Linked DNA regions of Mus musculus: regions 1, 2, 3, 4, 6 and 7 are each linked to region 5. A link is a contact called in public ChIA-PET, Hi-C, HiChIP or PLAC-seq and capture Hi-C data. All regions are on one chromosome and are shown on one strand. Each heading gives the region's core, a stretch centred on a gene start, on an enhancer-like site or on the middle of the called end of the contact. The rest is flanking DNA. Distances are from core to core; before and after follow the strand shown.

Region 1 (2,778 bases), core at 112-2,611, 590 kb before region 5:
TGAGCATCAAGTACAGCACCATGCAACTACTAAGTACACAGTACTCTGGAGGAACTGGAACACCATAGAAACTTAATATCTTGTCGTTGAGAAGTAGTCACAAATTGAGCGCTCTACACCTGGAGGATATTATTTTCGCCCCGGTTTCTCTAATCCTTGTTGTTGGGGGAGGTGTTTGTGCACTGTGTAGTCACATGCTGATTTCTGGCTGCAGCCTGGCCCTGGGTGTTGTCATTATTTTTGTTTGTTTGTTTGTTTGTTTGTTTTTCCAGACAGGGTTTCTCTGTATAGCCCTGGCTGTCCTGGAACTCACTTTGTAGACCAGGCTGGCCTTGAACTCAGAAATCCACCTGCCTCTGCCTCCTGAGTGCTGGGATTAAAGGCGTGTGCTACCATGCCCGGCTCCGGTGTTGTTATTATTATGAAGCTTTTCATGACATTTCGTGATTTTGTAAAACACGGTTGTCCACCATCTTCTGACTGGTCAGTAAAGAGCTGGTCAGCTTATGTCTGGGCTGGAGAGGATAAGAGAGCCTTCTGTGCCCAGAGAGAGAAGGCAGAGGGTATCAGATGGGGGAAGAGATGCCAAGAGGGCAGGACTGAGGAAAGCCAGAGGGAGACCAAGATGGCAGGAATGCCCTGTGGCTGGAAAATAGTCCAGACCAGCACAGTCCAGTTAGAATATCAGAATCTGCCCAGCTCAGTGCCTGAAGTTTTCAATAAATATACCAGGTCTCTGTGTCATTATTCAAAGCAAGGGCAGGCATAGAAAAGCTCACCCTTTTACATTTGGCACCCAATTAATTCCTGCCGCACAGAAAAGCCCCTTACACTTACACCATGTTTTGTAGAAGGGCATCTGACACTTCACCGATGGTCTAATAGACTTACATGGAGCCCTTTCACGGAACCCTCCAGTTCTCTACACTCTGGGTCAGTCCTTCCAAGGTTGGGAGTATCCAAGGCAAAAGTGATGCCAGTGGGGTTATATCCTAAAGACAGGGGTTTCCCCACGGTCCGGAGCCAGTGTGCCTCCCAGCAGTGCTTCATCAAAGAGAAGAGAATGGTGCTCAAGAGCAGCCATCCCACTTGCCCTGGTGCTGCAGCGGGTTATCAGTCTAATAACAGATTGATCACGAAGAAGAGGGAAGCCACAGAGAAAACACCCTGGACACTGCACTTCCTCCCTTATAAATATCCATAAACAAACAGAAGCAGCGGGCTTCACAGCAAAGGTCATTGATAGATCATCCTTTACCTTTCAGAGGTAATTTAAAGCTACCCTCAGCTACCACAGGCATTGAACGGTGTTGTAGGCTGCGACTGTAACTCTGAGTCACAGCTGTGACACAGTCTGCTGTGGTTTAGGGAAAAGCAGAACCTTGGGTTGAGGCAGAAGGATCACTGGATTGAACCAGTCTGGGTTGACAAAGTCAGGTGAGAAAGGGAGGAGAGAAAAGAGAAAGACTACAGCCCAGCTTTGTGGTGTGGGGGAGGGGGAGACCTGACAAGAAACAGTTTGCACGAAGAAACTTTTAGAAATGGGCTAAGAGGAGAGGGGTAGATAGAGACTACGTTGGTTATAAGAACGAAGATCCTAGAATCCAAGAGTCATAGTTAGGCCTGCTACAGGCTTGCCCACAGCCTGGTCTTATGTGTGACATTTTCATAATTGAGATTTACTTGGGGGCGTGGTTTTAGAGGAGTCCACACATTCTTTCTTCTTATTCCTGCTTTGGGCCCCCATGGAGGCAGAACGTCTCTGCAGAAGCACCCGATGGAGACAGCTGCCCATCTCACTGTGCCAGGGAAGGGCATAGACAGGAGAAGGCTAATTCTGCCGGTGACCGTAACCGCCAAGTGAAATGTGGAGTCCTCCACCAGGCTCCACCCATAACAGCTTTCATCAGCTAACATGCAGGCGTTGTACAATCCTTATCCAAACTGTGGGGTTAGTTTGCTCATTACAGCCTTAGTGAGACAGCAATGTAAATGCCATTGAACAATAAACGTGTTTCTAAAAGGCATGTATATTCATACAGTGAAGTGTTATGCATCCTTGAGAAGGATGTCCTGTCCTGTGTTAAATGGATATTAAATGAAATATGCCAGTCACAAAAAGATAAATGTATGACTCCATTTACTGAAAAAGTCAGACTTGCAGGGACTAGGCATAACTACGACTGCTAGGGACTAGAGCATGGAGGGAACTGGGAACGGAGTTTCAGTCGTGCAAACCGAAAACATTCCAGAGATGCAATGTACCACAATACACACGTAATTAACAATGTTGGGGGTGGTGACTCCGTGTAGGGTCATAGAATGTGAGGGTCATGTGGGTGGGTATGAAAATTTGGCGAGAGTTAAGGGCTTCTGTCATGCAATGATCAAAAATTAATCCCGAATCAAGCATGCTGTGAATCTAAGGTATTTCTGGCAACCTTCACTTCCGTTACGTCATGGGACTTCGCCTCAGCCTTGGTCCTGAATACATCCTGTGTTCTGTACACACTGGCATGCCAGCCACACAATGCAAGCAAGGTTATCTAAAACACCATGGCTCAGATCTAACACTGCTCTGTGCTATGGGTCTCAGTAATTTTTTTTCATTATACTTTCTTCTCCTACAGAAACATAATGGTTTAATTATGGAAAACAAAGATATGTAATATATCCCTATCCTAATTCCTTAGCACATAAACATCATGTCTTATACTCTGGATTGTGTCAGAACGTTTGATTTTAATTGCGGTTTGAGTTGCTAAATTGGATTTAATG
Region 2 (2,700 bases), core at 169-2,668, 830 kb before region 5:
GAAATGCGTTGAATTTAACAAGATAATGAGAAAAAATATATATTGTAAATTTTCCTTTCCCATGAAGGAATATCATATTTGGAAAAAGAACGAAGTCAGTGGAGAAGAAGAAGATGGTATTCAGAATTTAAAGAATATTTTTAAGAGTTTATATAAAGGACCACAAAGAATGCCTCAGAGATATTTCAGTTCTGATCCTGGTGCTTTAGAGAGCACTTTCAGGGGCGCGCCTCTCTCCTTCACTGAAAGGCCTGGGTAAAGCAACCACATGGCAGAGTCCCAGAATGCACCAGTCCCTTCTCTTCTGAAAGCCTTGTATTGATCACACAGTGGCTCTGTGATATTTGCACCCTTACATCCTTATGCACTGCCTATTGTCACAGCCATAATGTCTGAAGGTGTTTTAGTTTACCTCTACATATTTCACAATGTGTATTCATAAGTCATCATTTAAAGGCCTCTGAATATAAGTTACCCTGTATTTGTCTCCATGTCCTTTGACTTAGGATTATGATGCTTTCTGTTCTGCGGAACACCGAAACTCCCGTGAAGTTCTGGTTTCTGAAGAATTACCTCTCGCCAACATTTAAAGTAAGCACATGGCTATTTTACAATGTGGCTAAAGCTTGATACTAATTTCTTTGTTACCATTGTAATCTCTGAAAACATTTCCCTTTTCAATGTGAGGTTTTTAAATGTGTATTTGCCAAATAGGGCATGGGAGTGGAAAACACATGGACTGAGATGACACAATACAGGATCCGTCCTAGCAGATGCTATCACTAATTAGAAAAACCATTCTCTGGATAAAAACCTTGCAGCACTTCATGGCAAAAGTAATGCCTCTTCAAAACGGGGTTTTCCTTTCTGGTTTGCTTTTTCTCTCTGTTTCTTCTTCGTACGGTGCTTTCGTGCATAACATAAACACTGGTGAGTGCGCAGGTGTAAGCCTGTAGCTTTGCTCTGTTCACAGTAGCCAGGCCCTCCCTCCAGCCAGAAGGTCATTGGCCTAACTACCTGTCTGTCTCAGTTCCTGAGGAGTCTGTTTGGGGAAGCAAGGCAGCAAGCAGTGGGCGTGAGCTGGAGCAGGAGGCTGAGCCACAAGCTTGAAGCAGTCTTTCAACACTCTCAAAGCCCGCCTCCAGTGACGTACTTCCTCCAACAGACACGTCTGCTGCCGCTCCCTCCCCTTCCTCCTTCACACACTCCCTTTCAGCTTGGGAACAAGTTTATTAGAATAGTATTTAAGCAGTTTTCAGTTTCTTTATAATGATTTATAGTAAGCTTCTTCTAAAATGTATTGTTTGATTTGTTATATGTGTCTAGGAGGTAATTCCTCACATGGCTAAGGAATATGGATTCCAGTATGAGCTTGTGCAGTATAAGTGGCCCCACTGGCTTCATCAACAGACTGACAAGCAGCGAATCATTTGGGGTTACAAAATCCTTTTCCTTGATGTCCTTTTCCCACTGGCTGTGGACAAAGTCATATTTGTTGATGCTGACCAGGTAACAAGAGCGATTACTTTTTACTAAAGCTTGCTTTGCATCTAACTGAACATGAACATGAGGATTTGCATTGCTCATTGATTGTCACTGTTAGTTTTTAGACATACACGACACGACATTTTTTATATCCACTAAGAACCTGGAGTTTAAAAACACACTAGCAGAGCGTGCGCAGACGGGAAAGTGTGACAAGAAGTACCGTCTGCGTACAACATGGCAGTTCCTATCTGAAACAGCCATTATTATTATTGTATAATTTGGCAAGTAAAACTAAGACATGTGTACATTATTCGTTATAAAAACAGTTCCATGCACCTGCGCGGGTACGCACGGGTTCCGCGCACCTGCGCGGGCACGCACGGGTTCCGCGCACCTGCGCGGGCACGCACGGGTTCCGCGCACCTGCGCGGGCACGCACGGGTTCCGCGCACCTGCGCGGGCACGCACGGGTTCCGCGCACCTGCGCGGGTATGCACAGGTTCCATGCACCTGCGTGGGTATGCACGGGTTCCGCGCACCTGCGCGGGTATGCACGGGTTTTCCTCTAGCTGCTGACTTGCTGGGAAGGTTAGCGGTGAGTGGTGAGTGTGGCCCTTCTCTCCTGCGTCCACCATCAACAGTGAAACCATCAAGTTTCCATCTGTCCATGACTTACTTAGGAAAGGCTCTAAATTTAGCTGGAGATAATGAAAAGCCACCTTCATTTCCAAATCTGTATGTATAGAATTATTAGCTCATTTCAGGATATTTGTCATCAGTAATCATGAAAATATTTGACAAGTGTACAGAATTTCTAATGCAGGAATACTTAAGTGTTCGTGTATATAAAGTGAATTCACAGGATATAAACGACATATCAAGGACAAAGGTGTATTTTCAGGTTTTATATTAGAATTTGCTGATAAGCATGGAGTGGAGATGGGGGCAGCTTTTTTTCTAAGTCCAGCACTGCAGAGAGTGAGGCAGGAGGATGAGGAGCTCAGTGCAGAAGCACGAATGAGGCCACCTGGAAACAAAAGCCAACCGGGAGGAAAAGACGGCAGAGAAGAGAGCAGGGCCCTTGCCTGGGTGAAGTCTAAGCCACTGCCGTCTGAGCTCTGAGGCCAGAGACTATTTATCACCTCATTGTAGAACAGCAGGGGACTAAATGCAAAAATTTATTGCTGGGCTCCTTACTCTGGTGAGTCAGCA
Region 3 (2,848 bases), core at 333-2,832, 710 kb before region 5:
CACACCTATGCTTACACATGCACACACATGTGCACATACACATACACACTCACATGAACACATATCACACACATATGTACACACACACTCACATACATACAAACACGTGACATTCACATGAACACATAAACTTACACATGCACACATGAACACCCATGCACATACACACACAGCACACATGAGCATATGCACACAATGTACACATACAGAACACACACATGCACACACATACATGCACACATTCATGCAATACATACATGCATACACATACATGTATATACATACAAACACACACATCACACACGCATGCACACACATACACATATAGCACACATGAACATATGCGCACACATACACACATTGTACACACATATGAATACCCGTGCACATACACACACAGCATACATAGACATATGCACAGATGTACATACACAGAACATATGAACACACACATGCACACACACACACACTTATACACCTATGCACACAGAACCATGCAGGAACTAAAGTGCTAATTAATCGATATTTAAGAGTTAAGAGGGTAGTAGAAGCAGAGAAAGGCAGAGAGAGGGAGAGAGTAGATAAGTAGAGGCCAGCCATGGTCATGAACACGTGGAGAGAGAGGGGAAGGGAAGAGCCCAAGAGGGCAAGGGGGAAGAAAGAGTAAGAGAGGGAGGAGAGGGCAAGCAGCCACTTTTATAGTGGGTCAGGCCTACATGGTTGTTGCCTGGTAACTATGGGGTGGAGTTTAGACAGAATGCTAACATAACCTGCATGTGCAAGGCCAAGGCCAGGTGCAGCAGCCTCAGGAATAAATGGAAACAAAGTCTGTCCTTAAGGAATTTGCAGTCTACAAAATAACCAAATAGTTGCCATTGTGTTATTACAAGGGAACAGATAGACTATGGTGATATGGGTTGTCAGTCTCTGGCAATTTGAGTCATGGAGGCAAAAATGAATGTGTTGGAATGGCATTCTAGGTAGGGCAGACAATGGGCAGAATATGTAGCAGGCAAACACTGACTATAGTAGTGGCACAGCTAATCACTTAGCTGAGCACAGAGCACACAGAAGAGACTTGAGGGAGATGTTGGTTCTGATTATTCAAGGAGGACTAAGCACAAGACTCCACTTGTCGAGGTGTTTCTGTGGACATGCGTAGCCTTTGGATGTCCTTGATCATGCTGGGCATGAAGGATTGGAGAGCTGGATTATGGAGACAGTGGCTTGGACAGAGTATGTCCAAAGAATCAAGGCTGGAAAGAGCAGCTTGGGCTATTGGTAACTGTGGACCTAACAGTTCTTCCCTAAGAGCTGGCTACTTACAGAAGCAGAAATGATTCAGGCAACAGCTCCACCGAGGGACATGGGTGCATGGGAGCATGCGCGACAGCTCGCTAATGCCTGGAACCTGGAGCACACTCCACGGCCTGCAGGGAACTCATCACATTAGAGTTTTTTCCAAATGACTGTTCTAGACTTCTGGAAAGCTCTGATGGTCTCTGGTCTGGTCTCAGAGGCTTCTTTGTAGCTTGTCTTGTCTGAGAGGGACTCTCAGCTTTTATTGCTTCCTGTGGTAGGAAGGTGTTATGCCCCAGCTCTGCACGAAACCCGTGAGAGCTCAAGAACTGTGGAGGCCCCTGCAATCGTGCATGCGAGCCTTTTATTTTCCAGTCAGACTTGGATCGAAAACCTTCCCACAGTGAGGGACAGGAGTGTGACCTCGAGCGTGGATGGCCTGGTGGATGGCCTGGCACTTATATACAGCATAGTTAGAGATTCTTTGACTGCTTAGGGTGACGGGGGGGAGGCGGGTGAAAGAGTGTCAGGAGGAAAAGTGCTCTGTGGTCTCTGAGCTGCAGGTGGGTGAGCTGTGTATCCTGTAAGCCAGCTTGATGGTTGCCTGTTGCCGGTGCCTCAATCCCGAATGCCGCCACGGCCCCTGCCCCAGCACCTTCCCCATGTGTCTTTCATCCCTTCCCAGGATGGGGCTTGGTTTGATAGAGCTCCTGGCAGATTTCCTTGTGCAGATGGATAAAAGTCATGTCCCTGGTAAAAGTCAACCGGGCATCGTATTTCCCAGTCTCCAACTCATGTCCTGGGTGAGATGGGATAGCTCTCTCCACTTCACCCTACTGTAAGGCCAGGCTCATCTCCAGCCTGTAGCCTCGCCCTGGGGGCTCTCTAAGACAGAGCTGGAGTTTGGGGCCTTGGATATCTGTAAGATTGTGTCTCCGTGTGACTGCTTACCCGCTCTTGCTTCACACTCGAGTTTTACTCGCTCTTTTCATCTTTGCCAGCTTCTCCTAGCCAAAAGTTAAGAGTTCCAGCAGGTGGCCAGGCATAGGTGTGTGCTATGAAGTTCTAATCCGTCCCTCTTGGACGGACGGTCTGGCTTCTACTTGGCTTTATCTCTGCTGTTGTATTTTAAACAGATGGCTCATGGGAAAGAACTTTTTAAGTTGTATCTCATGTGTCAGCGAGAGATTAAGGCATGAGAGGCTTGAGTCCTCGAAATATGTAATTTAAAAATAATTGAAGTTAATAGAGAATACCTAGAAATCGGAGAGTTCCTGAAAAAGTGGCCAGTTGTTGCCGCCTCAGCCAGGCATGGTGGACCATGCTCACAACCCAACCGTGTAGGAGGTGGAAGCAGGATCAAGGTTAAAGGTCACTGCTCACTATAAAGAGAGTTCAAGGCCAGCCTCAGCTATATAAGACCCTATCTTTAAAAATAAATAAATAAATAAATAAACTAAAATAATAAAATCAGAAGTTATTGCCTTAGTATTTCCCAATAGATCTTTGCTATTTAGGCAAAATATATCGGGGGATATGTGCATATAGT
Region 4 (2,700 bases), core at 17-2,516, 760 kb before region 5:
GTCCAGGCCTTCAAATTCCAATCCCCTCACTTTTGAGGCTGGCTCCAACATCAAATTATTGGTCTCAATATTGCCACAGTACACATTCTGATTTGGGGTTCAAAGAACGTATGGTGATCAGGAAGCCAAAACCAACAAAAACCATACCTTTAATGGTTAAAAACCTAAGCATATGTCTTTAAAAAAAAGAAAGAAAGAAACCCGCATAGACTTCTATGATGGTTTCATCATAAACTGTTCCCAATTTCAGTTCCTCAGTCCCTCCAAATGGAATATTCAACTGTTTACTCTTTCCATGACAACTATCCCCAGACTTACAGGAATGAGTACAGAGCAGTGCCCAGGACAGATGTCACTACAGCACCGTAACCAAGTTGGGAAGTTCAGTGGGCATTTGGGGCTTCAATGTCTAACTCCTCCCCGCTCTGACACCCAAGATAGGACAGGCCTCTATTTTTTGCTATTCTGTTGGGAGTAGCCAACATTCCAGTCTGGAGCCCAGGGTGAAACGTAAGCGCTCCCTATTTTTTTTTTTAAGAGACTTTTTTTTTTTTTTTTTTTTGCGATGACTAGAAAAAGTAACGTCAGTGGGGGGACAAAGTTGAATGTCGCCTTGCTGGGAACTGTGAAGCCACAGCCAGCCCAGCAAGTTAGGCGCCGGGAGCTCCGAGCCCAGAGGTGGGCTTCTCCAGGCACCAGCCTAAGTTGCGCGCCCGACGCGGGGTCGTGAGGGAATGGGACTGGCTTCGGAAAGGGCCCTGGCCCGCCACTCCGGAACCGGGACCCGTCCCGTGCATGCCGCCGTTTCGCCTCCTCCCGGCACCCCCGATCCAGGGTCCCCCGGACGCCGGACTCCCGGCTGCGCTGGCCCAGGCCGCCGAAACCGGCCTCGCGCGCGCGGCCCGCCAGTCCCGCCTCTCAGCCCACGGAACCGGAACCGGGCTCGGACCCAGCCTCGCGCCCCGGAGCGCCGCTCCCAGCCGGGACCGGGACCCGAAGCCCGCCCCGGGAGCAGGGCGGGACTCACCTTCGTACTGCAGGTCCACCAGGACCAGCAGGAACGGGAACACCGCGCCCAGCCGGCTGCCCACCGAGCCGGGGGCCACCATGTCCAAGGGCGCCTGAGCCGAAGAGCAGGAAGGTGCGCGGCCCAGCAGCCCGCGCGGCCAACAGCCCGCAGCGAAGCGCCCCGTCCACTCGCTCGCTCGCTCGGTCAGCGCTCGGGCCTCAGCGGCGGCTGGCGCCCGGCGGCGGAAAACAGCGGTAGGCGGGGCCCGCGGAGCCACGCCCCGGGCGCCGCCGCCGCCCAATCGCCTTCCTTCTGGCCACAGAGCGGCCCAGCTCGCCCGGGTCGTGGTTGGCGCTGATTGGTTGTGGGGGCTGGCGCCCCGCCCCGCCTCTGATAGGATAACGTGGAAGCACAAGACGAGGCTGCGTCCGCTGGTCGTGGAGCTGTCAGCGGGCTCCAAACCGCCGCCGAGCGCCGAGGAGGAAGAGGCTGGGGAGGCCGGGCTGCGGCCGCCGAGTCCGCATGCGCGGGCCCTAGAGCCCTTCTGGGCCGGCCTCGCGGGCTGGCTTGGCAGGGGCGGCGGGTTCCTGGAGCGAGCCCAGATTCCTTCGGGTAGTGTTGGGGGATAAGGCGCCGCCGCCTGGGCTGGTAAGGCCAGAGAGTCTCAGGAAGTCTCCAGGGACGTCCGAGAGAGATGACTGGACTTCTTGAATGAAATGGGGGAAGAAACCCAAATAGCCACTCCGTGGGTGAAAAGGGGAAAAAAAAAGTTTATTCCAAACTGCGAAGGCTGTCTCTCGGGAAAGCAGAGAGAAGCGCTGCGCGGGCTGGGGTGATGGTGGGGATTTATCTTCTGGGTTATATGGGACCTTGACGGGCTAATAGACCCCACTGTCATAAGTTAATGGAAGAGCCAAATGTCCCTTTTCCCAGAGATAGGAGAATAACTCCACTTAGCAAGTAGGAACTATCTTCACCACCACCACCACCCCGAGGGAATGCTGGCTTTTGTCTAGATGCCCTACCTGGGGGAAAGGAATTTCTTGGGGGACCTGACACTATTGAGGTCTGCTAGTGGATCAGAGATGCAAGAGCCATTCTACCAAGTCTCACAGTTGGTCTGGGTGGCTCTCTTAAAATCCGCAGTCCTCTCAGTCTCGCCAAAGAAACTTCCAGAATCACTTTTTTTTTTAGGTTGGCTTAATGGTTTCTGGGGCTATTTCCTGCCCTAGACTAAGTATCTATTGATGCATCCTTAAAATGCTTCCAGTGCCTTTAGCTCACCCTACATAACAAAGTCCCTACCCATTACTTGCTCAGTCTTCAGTATTAGCCCTCTGCTTTCCCAAGCAATGACCTTAGTTTGGAATAAACTTTTCTCTTATACACCCACCAAGTGTCTATTTGGGTTTCTTTACTGTGCCTATTTCATTCAAAGACATAAGAACTTGGACAAGATTGTCGTTAAATTAATCAGGTAGGTTACGCCCATAGCTGCTCTGTTTGAACAGACACTATATGGCAGCAACGTTTTACACATCGCTAAATAACGTGGGTTTGTTATTCAAAGCTTTTGATACCTTAGTGTTACTTCATGCTTACAAGGACTTACACATTATGATGACTTTTGAATGAAAAAAAGGACGTGGCTGCTCTTAGGTATGGTGTAGGTAAAAGGGAGATAGAGACAT
Region 5 (2,763 bases), core at 38-2,537:
GGGCCCCCCCTCCGCCCGGAATGATGACCGTGGGACCAGCTCCTGGGATGAGACCACCCATGGGAGGCCACATGCCCATGATGCCCGGGCCTCCCATGATAAGACCTCCTGCCCGCCCTATGATGGTGCCCACCCGGCCTGGCATGACCCGGCCAGACAGATAAGAGCAGAAGCGCTCTTGATGGTTTTGTATTTCTTGTTCTGTTCCACCAGGAGCTCTTGGTGCTGAGCCTGAGTGTTTACTAGATGCATGGAAAGGAAACTTCCCTTCCTAACTGAATATTTTTGGAGAGAGAAATAATACAAAAAAGTGCAGTTTTCACTTATATTGTGAAATGTGAAATGTGAAAATAAAATCATCAGCTCTTTTAGTTAAAAAAAATAATTAATTGTAAAAAGAAAACACAAAATCCTGGAATTAGTGAGTAAAATATACATATAATTGAAATATTATAGTACTGAAGAACACTAAAGACATACTCATATAGGTGACAACACAAAAACTTTACATTTCTCCTCTATATGCAGAACTGAACGGCTAGTGACTAAGTAGGACATATATTTCCCATATGTATTATGGGCAAAAATTTATTTTAAAAAATTATGCAGGAAGAGCTCATAGAAAAGGCCAACTATAGAAAACACCCAGAAAAAAAAAATCCACCATGTGTATGGAGATTTAAAAGCATTTCCCTTTAAAGTGACGTAGAAGCTGATCTTCCCTCCAGGACAGCCTATTCCCTGCCTGGCTCCGCCCCAGCCACCAGTAACTCAGGGGCATCCAGCACGCTTACACTTGTGTCTTGCAGCGTTTTCTCACTAAGACAAAGCCAAACTCAAAGCAAATATATTAAAACTAAAACCTGAACACATAGAGGAAGCCACAGTGACACGGAGGTCCCTAAAAATCAGATGCAAAGGAACGCAAGCACCATTATCACCGGTGCTGGGCTCTGCGCAGGTTCAACCTGCAATAAAGAAAGTCTTTCCAATCTGCCCTGCGACTTCACCCTCATTGGGATGCATATTCGTGATTTCCTGATTACTCTGCTACATAATGTATACCATTTCCCACTTTGGTTTGCACAACGCTTGTTCAATATTCATATTTTGTCTCTTAACGATTGTAGTAAATCACTTCAAACACAATAACCTATTTAAGAGTGGGTTTATAGGCGAAAAGGCACACCTTTAATGCTGTGACTGCAGTCATCAGATTCTCTGGTTCTACCCGGGCACTCATTACAGAATGCTCAAAGGACGCAACACGCAGAAGAGGCCATCGGAGGCTGAAGGAGTCAGCCCCGCCCAGCGCGCGCTTCCTGGTGGCAGGGCGTATCCATAGGAACCCGGTGAAATGTTTTGTTTTAGTCACTTGGCTCCTTTCTCGTTCTCACCGGAGCCAACAGTTGCAAGATAATGCAGTTTAGACATGTCGCAGCTGTTGAAACTCAGTGGAAGCTTGAGCCGGTGGTGGAGCGCGATCAAGAATCAGAAACACCAAAGCAGCAGTGTGATACAGAGTCAAGGAGGAGCTTTGAGAAGACAAAGGGCAGGAAATAAAGCCCGCCCGCCCGCTTTAAAGCAGAACCCTGGGGTGGGGTGGGGTGGGGTGGGGGTGGGGGCGACATCAGGTTGAGAGCAAGCAGTGACTTTTTTTGTCCCGTGAAGCCGCTTACTGGATAACATGAAAAAATGGCAGATTTGGGAGATGACTTCTCAGAAGCTGAAGAGCAGGCAGAGGGATGTCGCTCTTGGGAAGGGCGTTTATAATTCAGAAAGTAACAAAATCTAAATGGAAGTCATAATCTGTAATGTTTGCTCTGCACTTAAAACCTGAATTCTTTCTGGCAGGAATGTGGTCCGTCTCCAGTTCTCAGGCTAGCCTCATGACCTACTCTCTAATACACACTTCTGAGAAACTGTCAGAGACAGAGTTCAAACCTGTATCACAGGACTGTAAGCTTGGTAAGAGAAACTTTCACAACCATTGAAAGTCATTTATGCCCACAAAGCCCCACACCTTTAGAGAATAAAATAAAATTGATCGCAGTGCACGAATCTGATGACGAATGTGAATTACAACATGCATGGTGTACCCAAGAAGAAGACAGTTTCCATGTTAAAACTAACAAAAATAAATAAATAAATAAATAAATAAATAAGCCCAACTTTATTCACTCTACCTTGCCCCTGGGGGGACTTTTTAAAAAAAACTGGCTTCTGAGTAAGTCTTAAACACTAATCTTTTCAAAGATCTATAAAGCTCACAGGCTAGGCAAGAGATGTAAAAGTTTACTTTGTGTGGGAGTAAGTTGGAATTCAGTCGTGTGTAAGTTAGACAGAATCTTGAATGCCTTCCAGCCACACCTACCTTCTGTTTTAATCACATATGTATGATCATTTAAAACAAACATTTCATCTCAGGCCATTTAAATTTTATCTCCATGAATGGTAGATTAGTAATAACCTTGGGTTCACTCACAATTCTGTACACCCTTTAGGCTCTATATATCTGAGCACAGAGCCAAGGAGGCAACGCCGTCCACAACCCCTACAGCAGTCCTGGGAGTTAGTGACATTAGAGCCCATCTCTCAGGTCTCACTGGATTCTGTGAGACACACACACACCGTTGCTAGAGAGATCACAGAGGGAACGGTCAAGAGAAACTAGGTCTGCCTTGCAACCAAGGCCATGCTCCTTCTAGCGTATCTCAACGCCTTTGATTATGAAGGATCTCAGCTCGTTGACTGCTAGCCAGC
Region 6 (2,700 bases), core at 144-2,643, 620 kb before region 5:
CTCAGAGGGCCCCTCTCCCTATTCCCGTCCCCTTCTCATCTGAGTTCCCCCCACCCAGCACATCAAGTCACTGCAGAACTAGGTGTGTCCTCTCCCACTGAGGCCAGACAAGGCAGCTCTATTAAAGGAATGGGATCCACAGTCAACAAACCAATGACTTTTAATGAAAAAAAAAAACAAAAAAACAAACCAACTTCATAAACCTTCTTCTGAGGTGTAGATACCACCCATACACAATTCAAATTACCACACCAATATTGCCCTGAGATGATAACCAGACAGACATTGCAGAAAAAGAAAATTATAGATTCATTGACTGTATGCTGCCTTCCTTTGAAAGGCTCCTAATCACCTTTGCTGAAGGATACGAATGCACCTAAACTACACATACATACATAGCAGGCATATACAGTGTGTATAAATGTGCATATACGAGCATAATCTATTCTTCTGACTTCTATGCTTCTATCCTGATTCCAAATTGGAATCTTCCAAAACAACAACAATAACAACAGCAGCAGCAGCAGCCCAGAAACAACGACTCTCTCTTCAGTGATCTACACCCCAAACAAGAAGATTTAATGCATATAGAAGATGCCTAGTAGGCATTTGTCGTAGGAATGGCTGGAAGGGCTGTTCGGCTGCTCATGTGCATGACATCATGAGGCTTGTTAAAGTGCAGCAGGACAGAAAAGAGCAGGAACAGAAGAGTTAGGGGCTCTGTAGGAGTGACGGACAGGTACCCAAGGCAGGAGAGAGCCTCACAGTGGAGTAAGAAAAGAAAGAAAGGAGAGGAGACAAGACAGCAAGTTAGTCTGCCTGGAGTGGCAATGGCAGTGTAGTTTATATTTAAAGGGAGCAGAATTAAACTTTAACCCTCAAGGCAGGTGAGATGGCTCAGTGGGTAAAGGTGCTTACCACACAAGCTGGGTCACGTGAGTCTGATCCCTTGAGCCCAGGATGGGAGAGTGCCCACTCCACAAACCTGCCCTCTGACTTCCATACATGTGCCCTGGCATACACACCCATACAGACATCACCTGCACAACAGAATAATAGCTTTCAAATTTTAAGGATTTGTTTAGTTTTATGTAGTGTCACATGAGTGCAGTACCCACGGAGGCCAGAAGAGGGCGTGAGAATCCCCCCGGAACTGGAGTTAACAGACAGTAGCGAGCCACCATGTGTTGTTGGGAATGGAACCTGGGTCCCCTGCAGAAGAAGCTGGCGTACTGAGCCATCTCCCCCTCCCACCCTCACCCCCAAATAAAAAGAGTAGCCCTCAGTACACACTTTTATTGCTTCGGTTATCACAGTAAATAGAAACCTCTGTCAGCTTGTTTGCACTCATCCCCATTTGGCCCGATGCAATCTTTTCACTGGGCTGGGCAGTCTTTGTTTTTAGGGTCAAACCAGAGGCGTCCTGCTAAGTCATCTTGAAACCAAACTTTGCTTGCTCTGCATGTTGTTTAGTAATTTAATTAAAATCCCAGGAAGCTTTGGATTAGAGGAATCGTCCTTTAAGCAAATCCAGGTTAGTAAGACGCTGTGACCTGTCTGGGACAATTCCCTCATCCAAAACATCCGGAGCATTGCCTGGATTAATTTGCAACTCACTGGGAGATTTTTTTCGGTTCAATCTGCTAGAGATTTTCTGTCTGCTTCTATTTCTCTTTTCAATTCGGGCCAATATGCATTTATTCAACTCCTTTATTGAAAAAACGATACAAGAAGTGTTACTAAGTCCAAAGAATAAAGAAAATGGCAGATAAAATTCAAGAGGAAGACGAGGTGTAATGAGTGAATAAATATGTTCACTCATGAATAAAAATTTATTCATGAATAAATAAATCCACCCATCCAACAAATGAACCCACAGAGCCCTTATTTTTACTAGACACTGGGTTATTATGCAATATAGAGAGGAACACAGATCAGCATTTCTGTTTTTTGGGGGGATTTTGAATTTAATTTATTTTTATATAAAATACCAATTAAACTCTATGAATCCAATTTACATCATCAAACACTTCTAAAAGAAAGAAGCCAAGAACAATCTCTTTGCACCTCAAGAAGATATAGAATGGAGCTGGTGAGGTGGTGCAGCGGGTAAACATATTTGCACCATGCATGGTGACCTAAGATTGATCCTTCGAGATGGTTTTCTGATCTCCACACACATGAACTGTGTACAAGCATGTACACTGGACACACATGAGCTGTGTACAGCATGTGCATTGGAGAACACACACACAATTTATCTGTTTGTTTGTTTTCTTGGGGCAGGATCTCTCTCTCTCTCTCTCTCTCTCTCTCTCTCTCTCTCTCTCTCTCTCTCTCTCTCTCTCTCTGTCTCTCTCTCTCTCTCTGGCCCTGACTGTCCTAGAACTTGCTATGTAGAGCAAACTGGCCTTGAAGCTACAGATATCTGCCTGCCTCTGCCTCCCAAGTGGCAGGATTAAAAGCATGCACCACCATGCCCAGCTAAAGCATTTTTAGAGAGAAGATATGAATTATCTTCTTTGGGAAATGCTAACAAAATCATGCTGCAGTGATGAACACACTTGAACATGTGGTCAGACAGAGTCCTGTGGTCACGACCATTAGGCTGCAGAAAAATAATATTTTAATTAAATTTTCTGTTAGGGGCTATGGGAAACATCCCATGCAGTATGTTAGGTGTGTATTTAGTATGTTAGG
Region 7 (2,816 bases), core at 121-2,620, 530 kb before region 5:
ACACAACCTAGAGTCACCAGAAAATTAGGAACTTCAAGTAAAGAACTGCCCAGATGGGCTTGGCTGATGGCAGCTGTGAGAGAATGACCCATTGGAGATGGCATGAGGACCCAGCCCACTGCAGGCTGGAGTCAGCACCAACAGGCCAACAGGGTTGTTGTTGTTTCAGCTCTGGGCCCGACTTCTCTCCGTGATAGACTGTTTATTACCTGCAAGTGTAAGCCTGAAATAAACTCTTTCTTATCCAAGCTGCTTCTGGTCAGAGTATTTTCTCACAGCAAAAGGACCGGTGAAATTGTCACTAGGGCCATGAATTCGAAACCGCTCTTCTTTCCTTACCCAGCGCTGAAGTGAACCAAAGCAGCAGAGGCAGTTAACACGGCCACGCCAGAACCCTGGGCTTGTGAACACTAGTCCACGAGCCAGGACCCATACCTTCCTCACTGTGTCGGGGCACCCTGGCACTTCTTATGCCAGCTTGAGTACAAGTCAGATTTCATCATCACTAACCTTAAGATCTCGGACAAGCTAGATCTTTTGAGTCTGAATTTATTCAGTAAAATAGTAATAACCATTTCGAAAAGTAAATTAGAAGCGGAGTAGGCTTATAGAAAGGCACAGCAAGGTGTCCTGTAACATCGGTTCCCTTTGCCACGGATCCTCTGGGAGCCTCTCAGGGCTCCGTGAAAGAAACATGCCAGGCAGCGTATTATCTGATTTCCCTTACCTAATCTAAGAGGACAGCCAACTGCTTACACAGGTCCGCCATGCCAAGCAATGTAGGAAAGGTCAAGAAGCCGTCCGAAATGGTAGCACTCTATTCATCTCCCCAAATCCTTGTGTCCTAATATCGGGTGGCCTGACGGTCTTCACGGCTTTAAGGTCTGCAAAGGCAATCTGATAAACCTTGCTGTTGTTCCAGGTCCGACTCTTGGCCTGCAGGTGGAACAATCTCCCACAGCACCCTATTTGGTCCTGATGAGGGCAGCATGCCAGGGGACCGCAGGCAAAGCCAGGCGGCTTTCACCAGATCTCCAGGAGCGCAAAGCCTAGGGGGCGTTTCCGAGCGCGGGGGCGGGCACAGCCGGTACCGCCCCCGCCACCTTCAGGGTGGTGCTTGGGTGCTGATCTTAAACTTCGGCAAAGTTTGCAACGGGTCTCAAGCACGTGCGGCTTCCCCGCCCGGCTCCGCGTTCCCCGAGCCGCCCCCGGTCACCTGCGCGCGGTTGGTCTCTGTCGTTTCCCCAGCGGCCGTCCCCCTGCGCTCTCACGCGACACGCTTCTCCCAGGCTCGAGGAGGCGGCGGCGACAGCGCGTAGCGGGCGCCCCGAGGAGCCCCGAGAGGCGGGGTCAGGGCGGGCCGGCGCTTGGTTCCCGGAAGCCGCTGCTTGCCTGCGAGGCTCCGGCCGAGGCCGGAGCTCGAGCATCCTCACCCGCGCTTCCCGGAGCCGCCGCCCGGCCGCGCGCACCGCGGGCGAGATGCTGCCGGTGCACACCGAGGTGAAACCCAACCCGCTGCAGGACGCCAACCTCTGCTCGCGCGTGTTCTTCTGGTGAGTGCCGGGTCCGGGCCCGTTCCTCCGTCCACGAGATGCTCCGCGTCGGCTTAGCCGCGTGTCCGATGCTCAGCGCCGGTCCCTGATGGTCGGAGGATGCGTTTCCTGCACAGCCTTACACTCCGGGCTCCTTGTCGCGCGTGCGCCACGCGGCCTGCGGTCCCCGCCCGCACCCCACGCCCGTGCCGCTCTCCTCCAGGAGGGGCACGCGGGGACCGGTGGCAGACGCAGGTGGCGCCCACCCGAAACCGTGGGGATCCATGGGAGGTGCGGGGGTGCCCTGGAGGGCGGGCTCTGTATGCCCACCTTCGCTAGCTTCCCATCCCGGCTCAGGGCTTGCACAACTCCCTCACCCAAACTGCACCTCTTTATTTCTCTTTAAGCAGCAGTGAACAGATGGGCTTATCAAAAAGCAGCTGAAGTTAGAGTTCTGGGCGAACGCCAAACTCTGTTGTCCCCATGGCCTTCTGAAACACCTTACCAGACATCTTTCAGGTCCATTGATTGCCTGTGTGTGTGTGTGTGTGTGTGTGTGTGTGTGTGTAAGGAAGTTTAACTTCTAGGATCCCGTCTCTCCTTCTGGCCCCTCTGTGTGTGTCCTAGTACCTAAGTATGGCTGTGAGTTAAAAGGTCACTTTATTACGATGTTTTATTTAGTTACGAATGGGGACACTACTCTTGAGCAAGATCAACATGATGTTTTCCTCTTGACAGAAACGCAGCCATAGTGGAGTACATTTTCCCCTGTTAGATGGACTTTTCATTTCTGCCTTTGATGGCCATATCCCTCTTGGGAATGAGTTTCGGAAGCCTGTTGGGGGTCTTACCAAGATGTGTTCAGAGACAGGAGTCAAGGTTTCCATGCCTAAAACCACTGATGGGTTCCCTGATCTGGTCTCCGCCCCACCCCTCTTTTTGTAGGAAACAGGTGAAGAGGTTTAGATAGATGACATTCCTAAGTAGTTTTCCGCCTAGTAGCCTGGGCTGGCTAGTACACGCTTGGCTAACAAGAATAGTTTTTATTCCTTGACCTCCGCCATTTCATCTTCCTCACGTTCTAATGTTACCTTTTTAAAATGTGAAAACCTAGGGAGCTTCAGAGTCATTTACTACTGTTTTTAACTGCTGATGCAGTGTGTGCAGGATCCGATTTTGGACACTCGGTCAAGAGGAGCTTGCGGGAAGAAGGAATGTGGTGAAATGAATTTAAAAAAAAAATACATAACTCAGAGCGGGTGGGCTGTCTTGGTCTCCCGAGCT

Evidence for each region. A called contact is a pair of places that touch in the nucleus more often than the background predicts. ChIA-PET counts read pairs in DNA pulled down with a chosen protein or histone mark. HiChIP or PLAC-seq counts read pairs in DNA pulled down with a chosen protein or histone mark. Capture Hi-C pulls out chosen DNA fragments and counts their contacts.
Region 1: a contact with region 5 is called in a capture Hi-C map of embryonic stem cells, with 4 times the contacts expected there. The contact joins two enhancer-like sites. A contact is called at or near these places in 7 of 39 promoter capture datasets (the C10 cell line, the HPC-7 cell line, cranial neural crest and 4 more), 1 of 15 datasets of contacts at CTCF or cohesin (embryonic stem cells), 13 of 484 Hi-C or Micro-C datasets (CD4 T cells, the G1E-ER4 cell line, cerebral cortex and 7 more), 13 of 115 datasets of contacts at active chromatin or transcription factors (bone marrow-derived macrophages, craniofacial prominence, embryonic basal ganglia and 10 more) and 1 of 9 other capture datasets (embryonic stem cells).
Region 2: a contact with region 5 is called in a Hi-C map of olfactory sensory neurons, with 2.3 times the contacts expected there. The contact joins two enhancer-like sites. A contact is called at or near these places in 2 of 484 Hi-C or Micro-C datasets (the HPC-7 cell line and olfactory sensory neurons), 1 of 115 datasets of contacts at active chromatin or transcription factors (pancreatic cancer cells) and 1 of 9 other capture datasets (liver).
Region 3: a contact with region 5 is called in an RNA polymerase II ChIA-PET map of memory CD8 T cells, with 16 read pairs. The contact joins two enhancer-like sites. A contact is called at or near these places in 1 of 484 Hi-C or Micro-C datasets (the G1E-ER4 cell line) and 2 of 115 datasets of contacts at active chromatin or transcription factors (memory CD8 T cells and microglia).
Region 4: an H3K27ac HiChIP or PLAC-seq map of extraembryonic endoderm stem cells shows a contact between it and region 5, with 6 times the contacts expected there. The contact joins the promoter of Dnajc3 here to the enhancer-like site in region 5. A contact is called at or near these places in 5 of 39 promoter capture datasets (the HPC-7 cell line, HPC-7-derived erythroid cells, cranial neural crest and 2 more), 1 of 484 Hi-C or Micro-C datasets (CD8 T cells) and 1 of 115 datasets of contacts at active chromatin or transcription factors (extraembryonic endoderm stem cells).
Region 6: a capture Hi-C map of embryonic stem cells shows a contact between it and region 5, with 7 times the contacts expected there. The contact joins two enhancer-like sites. A contact is called at or near these places in 3 of 15 datasets of contacts at CTCF or cohesin (the G1E-ER4 cell line, embryonic stem cells and large pre-B cells), 3 of 484 Hi-C or Micro-C datasets (the G1E-ER4 cell line and cortical neurons), 6 of 115 datasets of contacts at active chromatin or transcription factors (bone marrow-derived macrophages, embryonic basal ganglia, embryonic midbrain and 2 more) and 1 of 9 other capture datasets (embryonic stem cells).
Region 7: an HNF4G HiChIP or PLAC-seq map of pancreatic cancer cells shows a contact between it and region 5. The contact joins the promoter of Abcc4 here to the enhancer-like site in region 5. A contact is called at or near these places in 8 of 39 promoter capture datasets (the HPC-7 cell line, the SN4741 cell line, cranial neural crest and 5 more), 1 of 484 Hi-C or Micro-C datasets (the G1E-ER4 cell line) and 16 of 115 datasets of contacts at active chromatin or transcription factors (acute myeloid leukemia, bone marrow-derived macrophages, craniofacial prominence and 9 more).

The regions. Positions count from the first base shown.
Region 1 is chr14:118,765,169-118,767,946 of GRCm38.p6, reverse strand. No RefSeq gene overlaps it. Among named protein-coding and RNA genes, the nearest start is that of Gm22379, 8.6 kb to the left of the region's middle. Within about 2 kb of position 1,361, at least 21 of the 459 cell types and tissues checked have an H3K27ac peak or open chromatin away from gene starts, as enhancers often do. A contact at or near this core is called in the G1E-ER4 cell line and embryonic stem cells, where this site is marked.
Region 2 is chr14:119,005,954-119,008,653 of GRCm38.p6, reverse strand. It overlaps Uggt2 (UDP-glucose glycoprotein glucosyltransferase 2), which reads left to right. Exons shown (of 39, transcript NM_001081252.2): 33 at 507-591; 34 at 1,327-1,509. Among named protein-coding and RNA genes, the nearest start is that of Dnajc3, 69 kb to the right of the region's middle. Within about 2 kb of position 1,418, at least 375 of the 459 cell types and tissues checked have an H3K27ac peak or open chromatin away from gene starts, as enhancers often do. A contact at or near this core is called in the HPC-7 cell line, liver, olfactory sensory neurons and 1 more, where this site is marked.
Region 3 is chr14:118,891,920-118,894,767 of GRCm38.p6, reverse strand. All of the region lies in intron 13 of Dzip1 (DAZ interacting protein 1), which reads left to right. Among named protein-coding and RNA genes, the nearest start is that of Dzip1, 32 kb to the left of the region's middle. Within about 2 kb of position 1,582, at least 20 of the 459 cell types and tissues checked have an H3K27ac peak or open chromatin away from gene starts, as enhancers often do. A contact at or near this core is called in memory CD8 T cells, where this site is marked.
Region 4 is chr14:118,936,498-118,939,197 of GRCm38.p6, reverse strand. It overlaps Dnajc3 (DnaJ heat shock protein family (Hsp40) member C3), which reads right to left and starts at 1,266. Exons shown (of 12, transcript NM_008929.3): 1 at 1,028-1,266. The coding sequence starts at 1,109.
Region 5 is chr14:118,179,010-118,181,772 of GRCm38.p6, reverse strand. It overlaps the pseudogene Gm4674. Among named protein-coding and RNA genes, the nearest start is that of 4933431J24Rik, 31 kb to the left of the region's middle. Within about 2 kb of position 1,287, at least 213 of the 459 cell types and tissues checked have an H3K27ac peak or open chromatin away from gene starts, as enhancers often do. A contact at or near this core is called in CD8 T cells, the G1E-ER4 cell line, the HPC-7 cell line and 13 more, where this site is marked.
Region 6 is chr14:118,802,909-118,805,608 of GRCm38.p6, reverse strand. It overlaps a transcript of Cldn10 not described here. Among named protein-coding and RNA genes, the nearest start is that of Gm41248, 6.1 kb to the left of the region's middle. Within about 2 kb of position 1,393, at least 11 of the 459 cell types and tissues checked have an H3K27ac peak or open chromatin away from gene starts, as enhancers often do. A contact at or near this core is called in embryonic stem cells, where this site is marked.
Region 7 is chr14:118,704,773-118,707,588 of GRCm38.p6, reverse strand. Abcc4 (ATP-binding cassette, sub-family C (CFTR/MRP), member 4) reads left to right here and starts at 1,370. Exons shown (of 31, transcript NM_001033336.3): 1 at 1,370-1,553. The coding sequence starts at 1,480.